Regions from separate parts of the Anser cygnoides genome. Here region 1 is linked to region 2. The links are chromatin contacts, called in public Hi-C maps. All regions are on one chromosome and are shown on one strand. Each heading gives the region's core, a stretch centred on a gene start, on an enhancer-like site or on the middle of the called end of the contact. The rest is flanking DNA. Distances are from core to core; before and after follow the strand shown. Region 1 holds the start of ZSWIM2 (zinc finger SWIM-type containing 2). Region 2 holds the start of CALCRL (calcitonin receptor like receptor).

Region 1 (5,968 bases), core at 513-3,012, 210 kb before region 2:
AAGAGGCTTATCTCAACAAAATGCTGACATTTCAGTAAAACACTGAAGGGCTCTCTCCTTGAAGTTTCCTTATTTTTGCGAGGGGGAAGTGATACAAGGTAAGGCATTCCTCTGCAAACAGACAGTTTGGGCAAATTACTCTGTTCTCTGAAACACAGTCTGGATATAGTTCTGATACCACATGCCACTATAATTCCACAGCCAGAAACTAGGTATGAAGTTTTCTGTGAGTTAAGATGAAATCCAACTGTCTACTGAAATTGTTGCCTATACAAAGCCTCAGAGTAAATCTTCTAAAAAATATAGTTCAGATAGAAACATACAAGCCAGTTTCTATGTATGAAATGGTTGATTTCATATGTATATTTTTCTTCCTTTTTTTTTTTTTTGAATGTATCTTTTGTAATAGTGGCCATTCTTTAAGGTTGGTTTGTATTTAGCTGCTTTGTTATGGTTACTACTTGAGAAAAGATATTTCCACCAATTATTTTGTCGGATATTGAAGTTACTGGAGTTTCTCCAGTCCTAGAAAAGGAAGTCTAAGAAAGTACTTGAGAATCTGCTTCTTAACATACAGTTTATACTGTCTGTATTGGAAAGCTTTGTGGTTTGGGTGAAAGTGATAAATATCAAAACGAGTAAAGGATTACAAAATCTTTTTGACGTTTACAGCATGCACGCTGCAAATACTACAGTTTAGATGCTGCAAAAGTAGAAATGGTGTAGTAACCTAGAAAAGTTATTACAGCTATTTTGATATAAAAGATGAGCTGTACTTCTGTAGCTAATTTCAGACTAGGGGAAGCACCAAGTATGTCAGTGGCTGCTCTCTAAGAGTGTCTTGAGAACACTCGGTTTAACTTGGATGAACTTCGGTACAAGGTGTTTTTCTAAATTAATTCCTTCTTTCCCGTCTCTGAAATTGTTGCAACTGATTAGCTATTCTGCGTTTTCATTTTTCCCAAGATTGCGGCTGTAATCAAAGAAGTAATGCAAAGTTTTCTGTATCAGGGGAAAATGGAAACTAATGGGAAAATGTCCAAGAGCGCTAATTTTTTTTTTTTTTTTAAGTGGAGGTGGGAGAGGAGGAAGAACAAGACTGAAACTCTTGAGGACAATGCTTCATCCATTTAAAATTAGTAAACTACCTGCAAGCCATAAAAGTGATGCAAATACTTACATTCATGATCTCTTGGTAATCGGTATTTTTTCAGCAGAATCCTACAATTTATAACCAAAGTATCTGGTACGTAAGAACATTGATATCAAGTTAGTTGTTAGTTCAACTTTAGAATATAATTGGAGCAGCCTTGTAAGAACCTCAGAGCTGCACGGAGCAAGTAGTGTGTGTGATGTGAGACACTGAGTCATCTCGCTGTAGTAAATTCAGCTAAATACATATCAATTGGTGTAAAATCATATTTAAAATACAAGGGTTAGTCCCATTCTGCGTATGTATTCCTATCCCTTCCCTGACTTGCTGCAGTGATGGGGCTGAGCACTGCTTTGCAATTCCTTTCTGGGGGCTGTAAGGTGCTTGGGACCCATCTCTCCTTTCCTGATATCTGTCATCCAGCCTGGTATCTATCAGATGTGACCGTGGCTGTCATTCGACTACTCCAGCTACCAGCTTTATCTTTGTCCTCCCGTCCCCCCCGTCCCCTCCAGCCGCGTTTTGAGTTCCCTCACGCCGCGCCCCCTCACCAGCAGAGGTGCTCGCAGAGGCCGCTCGCGCGGCCTCAGGCGGCGGCTCAGCCGCCATTTCGTGAGGCGACCCCGGGGCCGGCGGGCGGAGTGGTGGCTGCCGCCTTCTGCCCGCAGGTGTCGCGGGGCTGGAGCTGTAAACCGGCAGCCTTTCTTGTAGTATCGGCTGCTATTTGTGCTTTTCGTCAATGGTAGTAGCATCCTCTCAGAAAAAGGGGGGTTGCCGCCTCGTCCTTGGTACTCACTGATTCTTTTTCGACGCGCTTGAAATCCACCTGGTTTATCACGTGCTTTCTGTGAGGAGAACGGCTCTGAAAACATTTGCCACCGAAAGGGGCGGGTTTTTGGGTTGTGTCACGGTCACTAGCAAGAGATGTCACTGTCCCTATAGGCTTTCCAAAAAAAATTTTTTTTCACTCATGTTTTTTCACTTTACTTTAAATATTTGTATCAATTCTTCAAACAGCTGATAGTTACAATTCTTTTGATAATGAAGTAGATTGCATAGTTTTCCCCAGAAAGTAAAACACACAGAGTAATAGGGGTCCAACTCCCTCTCGATGTATGTTAAAGGCATCAGAGGGTCCTTTTATCATGTGGGAGGCTTTGCTGAAGTGCCTTTTTATTTCAGAAGTGACTAAGCCCTGCTGGGAAGCAGCAGGGCCTGCAGAGATCCCAGGAGGGCAGGCAGAGGCAGCGGGGGGCCATGGAGGCGATATGATGTTAGGGGGAGGCTGCGCCACCTCAGAACGAAGCCTTCCCTCACGCCAGGCAGTGGAGGAAAGTGTCTATGAAGAAAAGCTCATCTAGCTGCAGGACCCTGATCCAGATCAGTGCAGACGTGAGAAGCTTAGGAATTTTTTTATTTATTTATTTATTTCTTGAATGCTAGCTTGGAGAAGGAAACATCTAGGGAACCTGGTACAGAAAGAACTGTGGTGAGTGGTGTAAAGGGTACAGGGAAGACTACAGGGTGACTTGGGGTACTGACATGATGCAGCCACTCAGGTGGCTTGGTCAAAAGAGTGATGAGTGAGCTCAAGTGGACAAGTCAAACCAGAAGGGCTGAAGGGGTAAGTAGGAAATGGGGTCTGGAAGTGCATGTGGTCAGAACTCAGAATCAAAGGCTGAGGCCTTGCTTTTAAAAAATAAACAACAAACACAAACACAAAACCACACAATTGAACTAAGTGACGTGTAAAATAATCATCAGACCTTATTCTTTTAACCAATTCACAAGCCCCTATGCCAGCATGTCAAGGCTCAAGGGTAGGGAGCTGGAAGAAGATCAAGTGACAAAGATGGTGTAGTGTTTCTTAGTAAATCCTGAGTGCAGTTTTTGGTCAGATGTCACAGACTTTTTGTGAAATCTTCTGGATCAGCTTGTTCACATCTTTTCTTTATCCTTACCACTGCATCATCTCTCGTGAATGACATTGTAGGAGATTAACAACCAACCAACCAACCAACCTTTTTTTTTTTTTCTTTTCAGTAAACTTAAGATGTCATACCATTAACAGCTATACAGAAATCTTTAATACCTTACCTGTGGAAAGAGGAATTTTAAGAATGGCAAAGCCCAGTGCATTGTCTTGTGGTTTATACAATCTTAAATTGTTGTTGCAGTTAAAGATCCTGCTACGCCCTTTGCCTGTAAGTGATCTACTGGTGTTCTCAGTAACTTTACCCCTATAACTAACTCACATGATAATGTATGCACATATTTTTGTGTGACAAAATATGTGTGACTAAATATTATATATATATAAATACGTGTGACTAAATATTTTGTGTGACTAAATGTGACTAATTTTTTTTTTTGGGGGGGTTGAACTTGTTTAAACAGCAAACTTTAGAAAAGAAACTGTTATAGTAAATATTACAGATCAGTAGACACAATATACATATTTTGGACACAGGTTTCACAAGTCATGGTATAGGGAGTTCTAGCACATGAGGAATATTGTTAAAATTGGTTATTACATATACAATGTGACAGACCCTTTCTATCTGCAGATACAAACTAACCTATGTCACCACACCACATGTGACATTCTGATTTTACAAGGTGTGATTGTCTTCGGAACTATTCCTGTTCTAGAGCCCATCTGATACTGATTCACATTTTGTTCTGTGGAAGTGTTCTCAATCCTTCTCCTCTTGAAGTGTTACAAAAGGCAAAATGACACCATTTTCTTCATCTTCAAAGCAGATCGGCTTGTACAGATCTTGGCCAGCATGCCTAGCATCTTGAATAGCATATTCATAGTGTGACAGTCTTCACGCTATGTGGCAGGATCCAACTGTATGAATAGTCTTTAGAAATAACTGTTGTGTAATAGGGATTTTTTTCTAATGTTCTTAGAGACAGTGGGTGCCTCTTATTTTGTTTTATTGTATTTTAAGGCAACAAGAGCTTCATCTCCCACATCATTACATAAAAGTTTCTTGAGAGTTTTGTTGACTTTATAAGAGGTACAGATGCATGGCATCATCCATCTTCATCTCTCTGAACTGTTACCAAGGTATGTCCAAACAATAGAGAATTATTTCCCCCTTAATGTGATGCAGTTTTGAATACTGCTAGAGGCCAGTTCTGAATTGAACTCCAAGTTGAGGAAAAGTTAAAGACAATTTCAATTCTCACCTCTTTAGAAGGTCAAATCTGTGTTTTCCTACACACATAGCAAGTGTCTGATATCCAGAACTGAAGCTACATGAAATCAAAAAGGAAAGGGTACTATGTTCTCTGTTGTTGAAATTGTGATGTTTTAAGTCAAGATTTTAGTGGGCCAGAGAGCAAGAGGGTATCTTTTTATCTTGCTTGTTGGCATACTGATCCATGCAACTTACAGTTCATGATTTTTTAGATAATCTTTTTATTAAATACTCATTAACCAAACAACAAATAAGTGGAAGACAGATATGTGATCTTACGCATTTCTTATTTAAGGTAAGCATCCTAACTGCAAATTAAATGGTTTATTCTTTTTCTTCTCCAAGGAGATTTTTGTCATCTTTTCTGTGTACTTGCAGCACTTGGACACAAAGAATGGAGAATGCCTCCACCACTCCCCTTCCATTCCACTGAAACACCCTGTGAAGTACTGACCTAATTTCTGAAGAGAACAATGTTTTTGTATCTGTCTTGGGGTTAGGTATTCATTTTTATATGCCTTGGTTCTGTTCAATAAATACATGCCTACGTTGTGCTTAGACCCATAAAATTCACAAGATAGATATTTCTTTTCCTGCGTGACAGATGATCCCACTCCCTGCCTTGGCTAAGAATGAATCGTATCTATTTCCAAAGCATGTTTTACAATCGCTTTATCCCAGGAACCTCTAAATATGGTGAAGCAAGACAGAAAGAAATTTTATTCAAAAAAAGCTCTTTGCTTAAAAACAACACCAAAAACAAAACAAAACAACAACAGAAAAAAAAAAAAAGACAACTTGATGGAAAAAAGGGATCAAAGATTCTGGGAATCAAGGAATCAAAGAGAGTTATTAGATCTGTGAACTGTCCTGCAAATCCTGAAACCAGAAGATGTTTCCTGTCAGAGTTATTAAATTAGTGGTAAAAAAAAAAAAAAAAAAAAAAAAAAAACAACTATTTTAGGACTCAAGAAGTAGGGTGACCTTGTGGCTTAATGGTAGACCACGACTGAAGAGAATCTAACAATCCTGGCTCCTTTGAAGATTTCCTACGATTTCCTACGTGACATTGAGCAAAATCTCCTTGTGCCTCAGTTCTCCATTAACATTTCCTTTCTTCTCCTCCATCCCTTGTCTATTTAGAATGACTCTCCCTCATAGGGAGGGGGAGTTCAGTTACCTCATTCTATATTAAGTTATCTCACTAAATATTGACAGTGATGGGTTTATTCAGTTCTCTCAGTATATACTGGTAATGACACGGTGGAGTACTGATCAGCTAGTTTCTACTTTACTAATTACCATAGGCAATGATTGTAGGTTTTGGGATTAAATTTTTTCAATAGAACACTGATTTCTGTGATCTCCTGGCACCAAAGAGTAGATTCTGAGTAAAGCCACATAGGCACCAATCTCTGGCAGATCAGCTAGCTGCATTCTTTCCACATAATAGTAGAAATATCAGAAACTATGAATATAAGGGGAAGGGGAGGAGGACACAAATCAGAAAAACCTACTTCCCCTCTTCCTGTCCACCAGAAATATGAAGCTTGTTTCTGACAGATACTGGAATGGAGCATAGCCTTGATAAACTGAGACAGATCAG
Region 2 (5,956 bases), core at 179-2,678:
ATTACGGTAAATGAATGACAAGATCCCCAGGATGCACAATATGACTGGAAAGACTTGTCATTTGCACAACTGTAGGAGCAAAATCTGGCCCCAACACATTTGGCATGACTCTTTAAGGTAGAGAGCAACAAAAAATCAGCTATTTTTATTTCAATCTCAGCCCCTATAGAAATATACGGATGACTAAATGAATCACTGCAGATCAAATCCAAGTGTGATTTAAAACTTACATTGTTTCTTAACTATCTTTCAGAAATAAGATTCCCTGATTCCGCAGATCCATTGCTTACACAGACAGGCAAATGACTACATGTAGCAAAAGGGATCGTCACAATAACAAAAGCGGACTTGTAAAAAATGACGGTACTGCATCAGCTTTGGAAAGATGAAGAAGTGGCATGACCCTCTTAACTCTGTACTGGAAAGCACAGAACCACACTCTTCCCCCCGGCCAATAGTTTCTCAAGGCAATGATATAGTAGACAGCCACCCCTCAATAAATCAGTTTGGTACGTGTGGGAAAAATCTCAGCAGTAAGACCCCAGCACACGCACAAGCACTAAAGTCAAGCTAACTTTTTCTCAAGCAAATAGGAAGCCCAGACAAAACAGGAGCTTCATCTTTTCAGTCATGTAATTACAACGCAAAACCTAATTATGAAATAACTCAAATATGATCTCTTTCCGGTATAATAACGTCAATAAGATTAAAGGAATGTTCAGTAAGAAAATTTAAACAAGTTTATCACCTAATTCGTCCTCTCTTGAAAGAGCTCCAGTTGTATTGAATTAGTCTCATGGACCCTTTTCAAACCCATATGTCTCTAATTCTCTCCAGATGCAACGACAGAAATTTGGTTAGCTAATATTATGGTTTTAGGCAGAATCCTTTAAGTGCTGATTAGGGTATTTTTCTCTCTCTTTCCCCCTCTTTACCATTGATCACTTCCTCCAGGATCTATAAAGCACCACTACTTCCAAAACCAGCGCAGCGCTTACAAATGAAGGTGGCTTTTCCTCCTACCCCTTTCTCCCCGCAGACCCCAGGGAAAAGCACGCAACAGAGCTAAACCCGGATCCCTTGGGTCGGCACAGAAAAGGGAAAAAAAAAAAAAAAACCACGTACTGCGTACTCACCAGGCTCAGCTCCGGTGGGCTCTGGCTGGCTTTGCCTCGGCTCGCCGCCTCTCCCCGCGGCTGGCAGCCCGCTGGTGCCGCTGGCTGCGGGGCAGTGGCGCTCAGCGGAGCGCGGCGCTGCTCGGGCAGCGGCAGGAGCGGCTCAGCTGGGGACGGGGAGCGGGGAGCGGCGGCAGGCAGCCAGCGGGGCTTCCTGTTACATCAGCCAGACCCCGCCCGCAGCCCGCCTCGCCTCGGCTTCTCCGGCTCCGACGGCACGGCCCCGGCAAGGCGAGGAGCTCCGGGGGGGATGCAGAAGCCGCGGGAAGGGTGGCAGAATCGGGAGGTGGGATTCAGCCCCTCCGGGGCAGTGCGCAGGGTAAGAGCTAAGCCCCTCTCCGCCACAAGGAGAGGGGCTGCTCCTGCCCAGCTGGCAGGGCTGAGAAGCCGCACGGAGGCACGCTTCCACAGCCAAAGCTGTGCTGCGGCTCAGAATCGAGCTGAACTTAGGCACTTGCTTAAATTTGGAAGTACCGCTTCGTTTTATACCCAGGGGAAATGTTATGCTTAGGTAAATAAACCCTTGAAGTATCGGGGGTGGAGAAAAGGCAGCAGGAAGGGGAATGCTGCACAGAAGTCCCAACTGCGTTTTGAAATGCCCCTGATCTCAGGGCATCAGGTACCAGCTGCCTGCTTTAAAAACTGCCACAACTGAGGACAAAGCAGCATTGGTGACAATCCTTACACTGGCTTCAAGAAGTTCACATCAGGACCTGAAAGTGTTTCCCTGAGGGCACTCATTACCTGCTCTTTGCACAGCTGGTACCTGTGCTACACACAGGTGTGCTTTCCAAATCAATACAGTTGCTGTGCACACATGGCATGCTGTGCTGGACAAATGCAGGTTTATGGAGCAGTAAGCTCAAATACTAACTAGAAACACCTCTAACAGTAGGAATCTGTATGGAACGTGTCCCCGGATGTAATGGTTTTGTAAGTAAGTGTTCATCAAAATGATAACCGTTTAACTCGCTCACGAAACAAGCTGAAGTATTTCTGCTTGCTTCTCGCTACGTGTTGTCAATCCATTGTCTTACCAGCAGAAACATTCATAGAATGTGAACTGGGTGAGGGAACTTGTCCTGCCATTGAAAATCCTTTCTCCAAAGATAAAAACGGCCAAAAACCCAACCAAAACCCAACCCAAAACAAACCAAAAGGAAAAAAAAAAAAAAAAAAAAGCAGGTCAGGAGTGACTGAAAGAGAGGAAGAGGGGCAGGAGTACTTTAAGTCCATACGACCACCAGACAGTATGAATGGTGAAATCACAATCTAGGATCACTATAAGAGCAGGCACATGACTTTAATACTCATTTGGCACGTGAATGTTGGTGCTTCTAGGACCATACTTCACCGAGAGAATTTTTGAGTTTTATAATCAGTGAAGAACTAAGAACTGGCACTCTAACTCCCTAAGCAATGTAAACAGAAATTAGATGGGGATTAGATCTGATTCTGAACAATGATGAAATTCAGGCAGTGGAATCTCATCAGAAGTGAGCCTGGCTGCAGTATTTTAGACCGATTAGGTCTGGGCAAGAGATTGCAATATAGTACACTATACACTATAGCCTAGAAAATGATCCATATATGCCAGCTAAGCACACATGTTCAAGACAGGCTCAACATCTGAATTAACTAGAGAGATTTATTACATAGGCCATGTTTGATTTGGCATGTCAAGTTCAGTAGAGTTGTGTGGGCTTTTGTTGTTGTTTTTTTTTAACTTCAAAATTCTTATATTCTGCTTATTTAGCTATCACTGGAACTTTCTTACTCCTACTCAACAGGTATTTGAGACATCTCAGCTGGTGCAATTTGCACTTCAAAGACGCGGGAGGCCCCCACACTGCCTCAGCTCCCCCTTTTTCTGGCTGAAAGGCATGTAAATGACACCCGTACCAGCTCCCCTGCTTATCAACAGCGTGGGCGAGAGCCGTTCAAAAGGGATCTAAATGAACACGACAGACTGTGCTTTAACCAAAGCTTAAAACCTTGCGAAGAAAAAAGATAAAATACTAATTCCACCTCTTACCACGAGTTTTGATCTGATCTCAGAAGCTGAGGGATAAATATAGTTTTGCTTATAATGGGACAACTCCTGATGAGCTGAGAACCCCTCTCTGCAGCGCTGCGCTAGTGAGGGAGGTCTCTCTGTGGCTGACGGAGGGGCTGCAAGGCCAGGCGGTGTTTTTCCCCCTTTTTCCTCCCGGCCGGGCCCCTCTGTGCCCGGGGGGCTCCGGGCCGTGCAGCCCCGCACCTGCCCGAGGACTCGGGAGCGGCGCCCCCTGGCGGCGCGGTGCTGCCACCTGGAGCGCAGCGGCCGGGCTGCTCCTGCCAGGCCCTGCCGCCCGCATCGCCTCGCCTCTCCTTTCCTCTTCCCTGCCCTGGACCCGCATCTAAACGCATCCTCCGAGCATCTCCTCCAGACGCGAGGCTGCCCCGGGACAGGCCGCCTTGCCCACCTCTCGCACAGGCGGTGGATGATGAGCGTCCCGTGAAAAAAACCTTGGTGAGCAAATTCCGACGTGTCGGTGCCATGGGTTCAAGGGGACCATGGGATAAACAAAACTGAAGAAACTTCTGACGCTTGGTCATATATTGCCCATGAATAAAATACTAGAGTTCATATTTAAACACTTAATACCCATATTATATATCCAAACAGGATTCTTTCTCAGCAGATACTACTAAAAGAGAGCGGTGATGAAACATCACCCGTATATCCACATGAAAATGTTCCAAAGGTAGATTCTAGAAGGACAAAGACTCCCAAACTCTAAATAAATGTTAACAGTTTTGAAAAAGGAGTTGGACTGGAGATATGAGGAGAAATTCTGGTTTCAATGGAAATGGAAAGAAAAGAAAAGGAAGGGATAGGACTTAGGTAACAAAGGTTAAAAGAAAAAAAAAGGCATGCCCATAAAAAATGGGAGGAAAAAAGGATGAGTCAAAAGACTTTAGATTATTTCTCAAAGACATATTGTTTCATCACCAGAATGGACCCAGGGCACACACCAGGTTATACATGGAAATTCATCAAATCTCTGTAACTTCATTGACTTGTTGGCTCCCATCATACAATGTGGGAGAAATTTCACGGCAATGTGCGTATTTCCTCCAAAGCAACGAGGGCAGAATCTGGAATGAAATGACTGGGTGAAGGGTCTCTAGTTGACTGGAAATGCACATAGTCACTGGTAACTTGTTAGCATAGCTTTATGTTCTAACGTCTTCACCATTCTGACATCTAATTCCCTATCTTTTCCTTGTGCCCAACTGTTCCCCTACTCCATTCATCCTTGACCTGTCTTTGAGAAATGCACAGATCTTTTTCATATTCTTGCATGTGGTTGTTCTGCAGATATTAAAGATACAAGAATGACAAGAACTGAATGAATGAGAAGGATACAAAAATAATTTCTTGTGGAGTTAATGAAGATGCAAATCAGATCACACTTCAGTTTGGCCTTTTTACATGAAAAACTAATTCAATGCATTTTAGAGCTATACAAAAACAAGATAACAAAGACTGAGATGGATAACTGGTATGGTGACCAAACCCAGTACCTCCACCAAACTTCTGATTATAATCTAATCAGTTTGATGTTGTTGTTGTTTTATTGTCTATAACGTGCCAGTTTTTGTTTGTTTGCTTGTTTGTTGTTGTTGTTTTTTCCTCACTGAACTCTACATAATAAGTCTAAAAGATAAATCTCTTTCTAATGGTTTCTTGGTTAGTAGAGTTGATTTATGCTGAGATGCCATAACTTTGTAGTCTTTTTCTGTCTCAGCAATGACAGAAGAGTTTCCCCAACTAATCATTTCACAGAATCACAGAATCATTTGTTTAATCTCTGTTACTAAAAAATGAATGCATGCAAAGTTTCTTACTACTGTGTAACTACGGGGTAAGAGAGCATGGGGGAGTACCTGTTAGTCCTCTCCTAGCTACAGCAGTTCTGGAAGAAAAGACTGCACAGAGCAACAGAGCATGCTCAGCGAGGAGAACCTGTTAGTCTGCAGGAGAGCTCTGCAAGCAGGAGACTTAGAATTGGGAAGCAGCCACACAGCCAGGTTTCTGCAGGGACAGAAAGGATGATTTATGTACAAACAAATGGCAATATGTATAGAAACAAATGCATCCATTCTTTTATATGTACTGATATCTTAAATCATCAAATGGTTTGGGTTGGAAGGGACCATCTAGCTCAACCCCCCTGCCATGGGCAGGGACACTTTCCACTAGACCAGGTTGCTTAAAGCCCCATCCAGCCTGGCCTTGAGCACTTCCAAGGATGGGGCATATCTACTGTCTCATTCAGAATATTCTCTTTTAGAAAGATCATCATTCTAGGTTATAATCTCATAAAACCAAACCCTAATAATTGTCAGTCTTTTTGGTGGGCTGCTTTAAGAGACACTATGGGCAGCCCTCTTCCCCTTGCTCCTAAACCCTACAAGGCTCAGAGTCCCATCTCATCTAAAACCAATGCGAGGTTTACAGCTGCAGTCACAGCCACTGAAGCTGGGCAGAGGACAGTTCGTGAGAAACAGTTCTGCCCAGCCATCTCTATTTGGGCTTGATGCTGAGAAAAAACACTTTCTCTATAACGAAGAAATGCTGCCAATAATGCAAATTCAAATAAATAGTGGAGTTATCTGAATGTTGTACTCCTGCTGCTAAAAAAACAAGTTTCATTCTCTTTCACATGAAAGCTCTAAAAGAGGTTTTAGTTTAATGCAAATCATGCTCAAATACCTCAAAATCATGCTAGGGA

Evidence for each region. Hi-C and Micro-C count contacts between places; a contact is called where the count stands out from the background.
Region 1: a contact with region 2 is called in a Hi-C map of fetal liver, with 2.4 times the contacts expected there. The contact joins the promoter of ZSWIM2 here to the promoter of CALCRL in region 2. A contact is called at or near these places in 3 of 7 Hi-C or Micro-C datasets (fetal liver, granulosa cells and liver).

Annotation. Positions count from the first base shown.
Region 1 is chr6:7,036,360-7,042,327 of Taihu_goose_T2T_genome, reverse strand. ZSWIM2 (zinc finger SWIM-type containing 2) reads right to left here and starts at 1,762. Exons shown (of 12, transcript XM_066999337.1): 1 at 1,705-1,762; 2 at 1,181-1,243. The coding sequence starts at 1,762. It overlaps LOC136791157 (a long non-coding RNA gene), which reads left to right and starts at 4,036. Exons shown (of 3, transcript XR_010832572.1): 1 at 4,036-4,229.
Region 2 is chr6:6,827,068-6,833,023 of Taihu_goose_T2T_genome, reverse strand. CALCRL (calcitonin receptor like receptor) reads right to left here and starts at 1,428. Exons shown (of 14, transcript XM_048058322.2): 1 at 1,137-1,428.